Linked DNA regions of Mus musculus: regions 1 and 2 are each linked to region 3. The links are chromatin contacts, called in public HiChIP or PLAC-seq and promoter capture Hi-C maps. All regions are on one chromosome and are shown on one strand. Each heading gives the region's core, a stretch centred on a gene start, on an enhancer-like site or on the middle of the called end of the contact. The rest is flanking DNA. Distances are from core to core; before and after follow the strand shown. Region 1 holds the start of Kti12 (KTI12 homolog, chromatin associated). Region 2 holds the start of Rab3b (RAB3B, member RAS oncogene family). Region 3 holds the start of Ttc39aos1 (Ttc39a opposite strand RNA 1).

Region 1 (3,195 bases), core at 83-2,582, 560 kb before region 3:
ATTGAAATACTGAAAAGTGAAATTACTTCCCAGTCTTTTTTTTTTTTTAAAGATTTATTTATTATATGTAAGTACACTGTAGCTGTCTTCAGACACTCCAGAAGAGGGAGTCAGATCTCGTTACGGATGGTTGTGAGCCACCATGTGGTTGCTGGGATTTGAACTCCGGACCTTCGGAAGAGCAGTCGGGTGCTCTTACCCACTGAGCCATCTCACCAGCCCCACTTCCCAGTCTTTAAACAACCATTAAGTGGACTTTCATGTGTCTCCTGTACTGTATTAGAGACTTACTCTACTCCAGCATGTGTGTCCTATATTATATCATACTCCTGTCACACACATACTCACATTTATACTTCTGTACCTATCACACTTGTGCTTGCTGTTGTAAAACAGATCCTAAGTCTCATGACACGGGGGTCTCAACTCAAGCTTTCTGCAGGAGGATTGCCAAGTTTAATTAAAAAAAGATACCCAGCTAAATTTAAATTTCACACAAAGGAAAATTAAATATGCCCATGTAACTTATGCAACTTTTTAAAAATCTCAAAATCAGATTTAATTGGAAAATCTTCATTGTATTTGGCGACTCTATCCACGATGGAAATTTCAATTATTCTTTCAAGTTCAAAATCAAGTTCGCTCCGAGGGTATAGTGCTGAGGCATAGAGCATTCACAAGGTTCTAGCCCAGCAGCCCTCTCTACCAAACAAATAGAAACAAATTCAAGCATCAATCAAGTCTTCAAGGAGGTTTCCGGGCAGCTTTTTCACTTCTGTTCTTCACACTAAAGTACAGCTACCCATAAAAGTGTTTACTTTGCGTGGACACTTAATGCTTCCTGATACGAACCTTGATTTTTTTTTCCTTTTTTCCATATATATATTGTTTTTTTGAACCTTGATTTTCCTAGGGGAACAGTTTTTATTCATCTCTGACCCCAACCATGAAAGGATGTTGACGACTGAAATAGTTGTTATGAATAAACATTTACTAAGAGCTACTAGGTGTAAGAGAAGTCCTGAATAGAGAAACATCATTTGTAATTTGCCTTCTGTATGCTAAATGTGGTGCTAGTAATTTCGTTGAATGCCCATTAAATCCCATTTAATAAATACCCTCTTTGACGGAGGGTAATCTTATCCTGTTGAGGCCTTTAACGTTTGGTGTAAATAACTAACGCCATTCTAATCTTTGCGTCTCCTTTCTGAGAATGTTGGTCCTTGATCTGGTTGGTTAGAGTTCCGGTTTCCCATAGAAACAAAAGGTCCCGTAAGAGTGTAAGGGAACAGGAAGCTCGGTTTTCTCTTCCGGTTCCTGCCGGAAGTTGACGCCAAACATCCGCACATGGATGCCCCTGGAGATCATGCCGCTCGTCGTGGTTTGCGGGCTGCCGTCCAGCGGCAAGAGCCAGCGGACGGAGGAGCTCCGTCGGGCGCTGGCCAGCGAGGGCCGCGCGGTGTATGTGGTGGACGATGCTTCGGTGCTGGGCGCGCAGGACCCGACTGTGTACGGCGACTCCGCTGGTGAGAAGGCTCTGCGGGCTGCGCTGCGGGCTGCGGTGGAGCGGCGCCTGAGCCGGCAGGACGTGGTCATCCTGGACTCGGTGAACTACATCAAGGGCTTCCGCTACGAGCTGTACTGCCTCGCCCGGGCCGCGCGCACGCCGCTCTGCTTACTTTACTGCGTGCGGCCGAACTGGCCGAGCCGCGAGCTTCGGGAGGCTTCCGCCTCCGAGAACCGGGACCTGGCTGTCAGCGTGAGCTGGAGACCGCGGGCCGAGACCGGCGGGAAGTCTCAGGCGGCTGGCGCTGTGGAGGAACAGCGCGCCACCAGCCCCGTAGCCAACGGGGGAGTTCTGGCCGCTGTCTCAAAGGAACTGGATCCAGAGGAAATCCTGCCATCAAACCCTTCCGCTGTAATGACCCCGGGGTCCGAGAAATCTGCAGAGCCTGCGTCCTGTGCCTTTCCTCCCGAGGTTCTGGAGTCCTTAGCGCTGCGCTTTGAGTCTCCCGACTCCCGGAACCGCTGGGATCGCCCCTTGTTCACTGTGGTGGGTTTAGAAGAGCCATTGCCCCTCGCGGAGATCCGGTCTGCCTTGTTTGAGAATCGGGCTCCCCCGCCCCATCAGTCTACGCAGTCTCAGCCTCTAGCCTCTGGCAGCTTTCTGCACCAGTTGGATCAGGCCACAAGCCAGGTGTTGACCGCTGTGATGGAAGCCCAGAAGAGCGCTGTGCCCGGAGACTTCCTAAAGCTCCCTGGCACCACGGAGCCCCTCCGATTTACCCGACCCTTGACCTTAGCAGAATTGAGTCGCCTCCGTCGCCAGTTTATTTCCTACACCAAAATGCATCCCAATAACGAGAATCTGCCTCAATTGGCCAACATGTTTCTTCAGTATCTGAACCAGAGTTTGCACTAATGAGGTAGTGGGCAGCAGCTGTGGCTCGTGTCTGACTATTCTACTGTACTTTGTTTAGGAAGAATAGTCCGAAGGTCTGCAAAGCATACTGTAGTAAGATGGCCAAGTTTTGACTCGTTTTCTTAACTGCCACTGCCATACCCTGAGTGTGTAGTTAGCATAAGCTGAGGCATTGAGTGGTAGCTCCAAAAACACCAGGGGGCTTCGGTTGGAGTCTACTTAGGAATACTACACACCACTGTTGGCCTTCCATCGGGATTAAGTCAACTGTGAGTAGAAACCGAAGATAACAGTTTTGTATTCATAATGGCCTTTTCATACTCCAAGTACTTTTGAGCACAGAGCCTCTTGCTTCTGACCTGGCACTTGGAACACAGATATATATATCTTTTGTTCTGTCCCTGGGAAACTGATATTTGTGTAAGACAACCACCAGATATTTTCTCTAATAAAATCTTCTAAAATTACCTGCTGGTCTCTTGATGTAGTTTACTGTTTCCTCTGCAACTTAGTATTTTATATGTACATGTAGTATCTTTATATGAGAGGCTTGATTGCTTGGCCTATATATTGTAGCACCTTGCATGTTTATTGAATATTCTAAGGCAAACATTACTCTTAGTTTTGTTGGTAGCAAACAGTATTGGATTTTCATTATCCATATAGTTCTTCAGACTTGGCAGCTGTGTGAAGTGCAAACATGCTTAGCAGGATGAATGCCAGCCATCCCAGAATAACCTGTGCAGGGTTATTACTGACTGTTGACCAGTGGC
Region 2 (3,283 bases), core at 773-3,272, 530 kb before region 3:
ATCAAGTACTGTCCAGTGTCATTTTCTCATTTGCTCCTCACAACAGTGAGACAGTTTTTGTTATTGATTTTCCTAAAGATAAGAAACGGGTGCATGTGTCAGAAAAATGAGGTAACAGACCTATGATCATTCAGCCAGCAAGTGGTAGAGCAAGGACTAAAAACAAAAACAAAAAATGTAGTCTGGTGGGTCTAAGGCTGTGCTCCTTCTTCTATGTTACATGGCCTTTCAGGGGAGAGAGGAGGAGGAAGCCATCAGACCTGAGGCTACCGAAAGCATCTCCATCTGTTCTTGTATTGTTTCCCAGCTTTGAAAGGGTTGTTTTACATGTTATCTCATTGTTCCTGTGAAGAATGGGCAACTCGTTATTCATGTTACCCAGTTTGAAATGAGGAAAGGAAACTAGGCCTTATGGGAGTAAGTTCTGCATAGGGTGTTTGGTCTTAAGACCAGAAGTTCTAGGTGAGTAGGAGGGTCAGGTGTGGCTGTAGGTGTTAATGACACAGTCAACATGTAAAGCAGAGGCAAAGGGATGAGGGTCAGGAGACCCCCATATGCAACTGAAGTCACCAGAAGGATGGCGGAGCAGCAGCTAGTGAAGGGGCTGGTACCCCAGGAACTCCTCAGAGCACGAGGAACAGTGTGGAGGAGCCATAGGCTGTGATATGGCTCGCGGGCAAAGGAGAGCAAATCTTTGTATGAGGGTGGGCGTGACAATGCTGCCCACCTCCTGGTGTTATGATACATGGAGGTTAAGAAAATGAAGAGCCTTTCTGCAGAGGGCTACCATGGAAGCAGTGTCCCGGGGGAGGATAAGGTTTCGGTAAAGATAAAGAGGTAACCTGAGCATTCTAAAGATGCAGAGGGTGGAACCAGGGTTCTAGAGGGAGCACAGGGGAAGCTGAAAGTCAAATGGGCAGCGCGGACCTGACTAAAGGGGCTGATAAGCAGCTCTAGCGAACATTGTAAGGATTAGGACTCTGATGCTGAGGCAGAGAGGCTGGAAAGAAACATCTTAGACAAGTCATAACGGAACTGAGAAAAATCTGGACTTCTTATCTGACTCGTACTTCTATGACCTGGGGTGGGGATGACTATAGAAAAGAACAAAGAGGAGCTGGAGCGATGGCTCAGTGGGTAAGAGCACTGGCTGGTCTTCCAGAGGACCTGGGTTCAAATCCTAGCACTCACATGACAGCTCACAATTGTCTGTAACTCCAGTTCCAGGGATCCTACACCCTCACACAGACATCCGCGCAGGCAAAATACCAATGCACATGAAATAAAAAATCATTAAAAGGAAGAAAGAAAAGAATAATAACTCCAGACCCAAATGTCAGGCCAGTGACCTCAGGACAATGGAAGGTGAAATCCATATAAGAATTTGAAGGTGACCTACCACTCCTGGAAGATCTGGGGTCTGCTAAGGCTCAGACAAGAACATTTACCACTCCAGTTGGCAAACTCCATGCTACTGCTGGTCATGGAGAAGCAGTGAGTGTTATCTTAACAAGGTCGAAATCATTTCAAAAGGTTCCTCAGGTCACTGGTATAGAGGCTGGAAAGAAGGCAGGAATTAGAATTCTTGCATTAGTCCCATGAGTCCTGAACCAGGATACTTTATGCAGAGAAAAGGAAACCTAGAAGAAGATTGGATTTGTTCAGATGGGATTACCAGTCTCAGACGACAAGGACCATGAAGAGGTGATGAGTGGGGCAGACGGTGATAGCCAGCTTCCTAGCTCATTTTTCACTTGTGGACAGGTTGTGCTCCCTCCTTGAGAGTTTATGAGAATGGAGTAAAGCATTTGGAAAGAGCAAAACTTGACGCCATCATCATCTACATTATCACCAAAGACCTCTGAGCACCCTGTAGGTGCAAACTATAGAATGTGGGCAGATTATAAAAGTCACCCAGATATATAGGGTGTAAGGCTCCCAAGAAATTGTAGGTTCCTTACACCAGCCCAGAACGCAGGGGCGGGGCGGATCTTACATGGGTTCCGCCCAGGGGCGGGGCTTGGACCCAGCGGGAACCCAACCCATCTTCAGCCAGAGCCTCAGCCCTCCGTAGCCGAGGTGGGAACCAGACCCGCCTCGCCTGCCTCTCACCCACTATCGCCAAGTGCAACAGTCCGGCTGCACTGTCCGTGAGCCAGCTCTTATCCGAGGTAAGGGGCGCGGCCTCGACCGGGCTCCGCACTGCCTGGGAGCCGGGGACCGAGTGCAAGGCAGCCTAGGGGACTCAGAGAGGGGCTGCGAGAGGCCGCCAGGGACCCGCACCGCAGCAAAGCAGGAGTGCTGGCTCGCACTCCGCACAGGTCCGCCGGGAAGCAGCGACCATTGGGGCTGGGGGCAGATGAGCAGCTACTACAGGCAGTAAGGGGTGGCTGGGTACATCTTAGGGCAGCAGAGGGATGCTGAAAGGATGGAGGGGAGGCAGGCGAAAGGGGGCGTGAAGGCGGAGAGCTGGGTGGGCTCGAGGGGCTTTGAGACGAGCAGAAGAGCAAGGGCTGAAAGGAAGGGGCGCAGAGCAGGAACGGGTGTCTGGTGGGATTGAGAACTTCCGGGACGTGAGTGTGGTTAGCTGGGAGTGAAAGGGTGTAGAACCGAGCCCCGCTGGTACCCGCGAAGGGGTCTCAAGGGATGGAGACATAGGGTTGGGGCTTGGAGGGGATGAGCTTGGAAGAAGGGAAATGTGGGGAGCCAGCTGAGTCTACTCCGCCCCGCAGAAAGGGGCGGGAACTAGGTAGGGGAGTGGGTCTTGACCCTGCTTGTGGGCGAGGGACACCTAAGTTCTGGTCAGGATGGAGGAAATGGCGCTGGAATGGAGCAGGGTCTTGTAGCTGGAAGCAGAGAAACCTTGAGGGAACTTGGAGAGTGAAATTGCAGGGATGATGGGTGTGAGGTGAGGGTTGAGTACAACCTTGGCACTAGCCGAGTCTTGGCTCCTGACAGCATGAGGACAGCAAACACTGGACAAGACTACAATGCCAACTGGAGCCATGGGCAAGAAGAGAATAGTGAACAGAAAAATTCATCCACATGCAATTCTATCTTGGTGTCAAATGTGGAAGAGACTTTGAGAGGGCAGGATGACAACCTCTAGAAGCCAAAAGAGGTGTGGAGTGAAAGTGGATTTCTCCATCCCACCTTCCCAGAATCCACAGGAAAGCTGTAGACTGTAAACGAAATAAGTGAGTGTGTGTGTGTGTGTGCGTGCGCGCGCACGCGTGTGTGTGTGTGTGTGTGTGTGTGTGTGTGTGTTTGTGTGTGTGTGTGC
Region 3 (3,385 bases), core at 849-3,348:
TTCTCATCTGTAAAATGGGGAGAAGTGCAGAGTCCATCTCCAGGCACCAGCAGTACCGCTGTGCTGCATGCCAGGCCTCTCCGTCTCCGTCTCCATGTGCACGAACTCTTGCTGCTCACAGGGAAGTAGGTAGGGTTATTTCCATTTCCCTCTGCAGAAACTGAGCTTCACAGAGCAGTTAAAAATGAAGGTTGGCCAAGATTACAAGCATGCGTGGCTTGTAAGTGGCCTTTGACATGAGTCAGCCATTGCTAAGCTGACTCCCTCAGAGGGAGCTGGGACCTCCCTGAAGCCAGTGTTCACTGTCAGCCATCCATAGGCAGAAACACAGTGACGATCAGACTTTACCGTACCTTGAGAGATGTCCACGAGAGTCACGTACAGGCATCTCTTCCTGCTCCTTCCCCGTGTCATACACAGTGTCACCCACAGGAGTTAGGGCTGCTCACTGGAGGCAAGAGATGAGAGTCTGGGACCCAGCCAGGAACTTCCTGGGAGAGGTGACATCTGAACTGATACAAGTTCTTAATAAAAATAGAATTTTTTTTAGCCAGGCTAAGTAGAATCAGAACTAATGGAGCTTAGTTGCTTCAGGACCACTTACCTGGCCTCTTCTGTCATTCCAACAAGGCCCTGAATTTTTTTACTTTAGCAATCTGTTGTGTCTACCTATCCCCCGTGCTACCTTTCATGCTGTCTGTCCATTTCTTTTTTTAAAGGATTTATTTATTTATTTATTTATTTTATGTATGTGAGTACACTGTAGCTGTACAGATGGTTGTGAGCCTTCATGTGGTTGTTGAGTATTGAATTTAGGACCTCTGCTCACTCCAATTGGCCCCGCTAGCTCCGGTTGGCCCTGCTCACTCTGGCCCAGAGATTTATTTATTATTATACCTAAGTACACTGTAGCTGTCTTCAGACAGCACCAGAAGGGGGCATCAGATCTCATTACGGGTGGTTGTGAGCCACCATGTGGTTGCTGCAATTTGAACTCAGGACCTTTGTAAGAGCAGCCAGTGCTCTTAACCACTGAGTCATCTCTCCAGTCCCTGTCTGTCCATTTCTCATATAGCCTAGCTAGCCTGGAAGCCCTTAGCCTTAGCTAAGGATAACTTTGAGCTCCTGCACCTTCTGCCTCTACCTCCCACGTGTTACAAGTGTGTAGTGTTGTGAAGGACTGTTTTTTCTTTTGAAGAGAGACCTTTCAGTGATAAGCTGTTGGCTCCATCCCTGGTTCCATGGATGAATTATGTGACCAGGAAGGAGTGTGTGTCCTAGGCAAAAGAAACAGCATGTACAAATGCCCGAGGACATGACTGTGTGGGGCGTGCGACAGGCTTCAGCCTCATCACCTAGGACTCACTCGTCTCTACACTGTTCTCTTCAGAACCACAGACCCCAGCATTCATCAGTGTGCCCTTACCCACTCCTGTGCCTTTGTCTATATTGGTCCCTCATGGAGCACACCTGCTCCCAGCTTCATTAACGCACTTCTCAAGGCTCAGCTCCCATCTGCTCCGGACAGACCCTTCCCCCCCCCTTCCCCCTTCCCCAACATACTCACCCTCGTCTGGGTTCCTTAAATAATGGTTGCTGGTACATGCTGTTGTGGTCAGGTTCCCATCATCGTCTTTTCAAGCCCATATGTGAGGCTACCAAAGTTGGGATAGTTTCCACATAGCAGTGCCTGGCCTCTGCTCACACAGAGCAGCATAAGGACATCCTGGGAAATAGCTCAGCAGTCAAGAGCATTGGCTGCTCTTCCAGAGGACAGAGGTTCAATTCCCAGCACCTACATGGCGCCTCACAATGTCTGTAACTCCAGCTCCAGGGGATGTGTCACTTTCACTCTGGCATAGCTGCAGGCAAAACTCTAATACACATAAAAATATTTTTAAAAAGAACAACAAACAACTCACAGTCTTTCCAGGCAGTTATCTTGATGAGAGCAGCAATCCCCCAGACATTTCTCCCTATTCCTAAACTCAAGTTGCCTGGCTCCTCTGGGATCTGATCCAAGTCCTTCCCACCATGGCTGCATTTGCAGGCTGCTCTTTTTTGCTTCCTCTTCTGACATCCTGGAGCTCAGGGCCAATCCCTCCTCCTGTCCCTTGCCTTTCTAAAGGGACAGCTCTAATCTAATGGCAGCCACGTGTTATGATGAGTCACCAGAGCATCTGGGGCCCAGAGGTAGTGGCCGGTTAACTCTTAATGGGCCAGGGCTCTCTGCTAGAAGATCATGTGGGCTTCTTCGGAACCTGTCTCAGGTCTAAGTGCAAAGTGGGCATCTGGGGGATGGACCACTCACTCTGGAAGTGAGAGAGGAGGGGGCCAAAGGGAGAAGGGGCTGAGTGTGAGCTTTGGAGTTAGGAGGGCTAAGTTGCAGTTCCTGCTGGCCACTTACTGTAGAGTGGCTCTACACAGGTCACATGAACTCAACCGCTCGAGTTTTCGCATCTGAAAAAAAAAAAAATGGCAATTTTAGGGATTGTTTGAGAAGGAGAGTGTGAGCTGCCTGCTAGCGGTGCGTGCTAACCCGCCCGCTTTCCCGCCTTCTGGTCTCTTGCAAAACACTGGCCCCGTTTGGGCAAGCGGTTAGAATGAATGTCCACGCCTGTCTGCAGAAGCTAGGCTTTCTCCGCTAACATGGCCCGGCAGTGAGGCTGGACCGCGAGATCTCAGGTGTGGGGCCGGGAGCTGAGGCCTAGGGAAGGTGGAGAATTTCCCAGCCCGAGTGGGTGGAGGTGTTGGCAGCTCCGGTCCATGTCTGCGCCGATGCTCCAAGGCCAGGCTGTGCCGACCTTGAGCGCCCGGGTCCCACCTGGCCAGCGCCAGGGGCGGGCGCTGCGCTGCGCGGGCGCGGCCATGGTCCCACTGCGCGGGTGGGCAGCCCGAGACCGGCCCGGCCCCGTCGCCTTCCCCGCCCCCCGGCGCGCCCCTCCCCGGCCGCCGCGTCGCTGGGATCCGGCCGCAGCACCTGGGCTGCGCCTGGCGTCCGGCGCGCGCAGCGATGACCACGGCCAGCGGCCCGGGCGACCTGCCGGCGGGGTGAGTGGCGGAGGCCGCCTCGGGGCGCGGGCCGTGCAGGGCGAACGCTGCGGGGGCCTCCTAGGAGGAGCCCCGGGACCGCACTGCGGCTCCAGCCGCTGCGCAGCCTGCAGCCCGCGCCCCGCTGCCTCCTGGGGACCCTGGCTCAGTCACAGGCCTTCTGGGTCCCAACTTTCTCTCCCTCCTCATGGAGTCTATACCCATGGGGTGGGCCTTGTTACGATCACCCTTCTTTACAGATGAGAAAACTGAGGCATAGCTCTTAAGTGACTTTGATTATCCAGGAGGTAAGAGTGGAAAGTGAGATTTGAACACAGCTCTGTCTGGTGACATC

What was found. HiChIP or PLAC-seq counts read pairs in DNA pulled down with a chosen protein or histone mark. Capture Hi-C pulls out chosen DNA fragments and counts their contacts.
Region 1: an H3K4me3 HiChIP or PLAC-seq map of embryonic stem cells shows a contact between it and region 3, with 9 read pairs. The contact joins the promoter of Kti12 here to the promoter of Ttc39aos1 in region 3. A contact is called at or near these places in 8 of 39 promoter capture datasets (the 3T3-L1 cell line, the HPC-7 cell line, the SN4741 cell line and 4 more), 2 of 115 datasets of contacts at active chromatin or transcription factors (embryonic stem cells and large pre-B cells) and 2 of 9 other capture datasets (adipose tissue and pancreatic islet).
Region 2: a contact with region 3 is called in a promoter capture Hi-C map of adipose tissue, with 2.3 times the contacts expected there. The contact joins the promoter of Rab3b here to the promoter of Ttc39aos1 in region 3. A contact is called at or near these places in 6 of 39 promoter capture datasets (embryonic stem cells, hippocampal neurons, liver and 2 more), 1 of 15 datasets of contacts at CTCF or cohesin (large pre-B cells), 2 of 484 Hi-C or Micro-C datasets (embryonic fibroblasts and embryonic stem cells) and 1 of 9 other capture datasets (adipose tissue).

The regions. Positions count from the first base shown.
Region 1 is chr4:108,846,525-108,849,719 of GRCm38.p6, forward strand. It overlaps Kti12 (KTI12 homolog, chromatin associated), which reads left to right and starts at 1,333. Exons shown (of 1, transcript NM_029571.2): 1 at 1,333-2,888. The coding sequence starts at 1,367. The coding sequence ends at 2,422. All of the region lies in intron 2 of Txndc12 (thioredoxin domain containing 12 (endoplasmic reticulum)), which reads left to right.
Region 2 is chr4:108,877,048-108,880,330 of GRCm38.p6, forward strand. It overlaps Rab3b (RAB3B, member RAS oncogene family), which reads left to right and starts at 2,023. Exons shown (of 5, transcript NM_023537.5): 1 at 2,023-2,171.
Region 3 is chr4:109,404,159-109,407,543 of GRCm38.p6, forward strand. Ttc39aos1 (Ttc39a opposite strand RNA 1) reads right to left here and starts at 2,099. Exons shown (of 4, transcript NR_131195.1): 1 at 1,568-2,099; 2 at 354-448; 3 at 1-111. Ttc39a (tetratricopeptide repeat domain 39A) reads left to right here and starts at 2,942. Exons shown (of 18, transcript NM_153392.2): 1 at 2,942-3,051. The coding sequence starts at 3,014.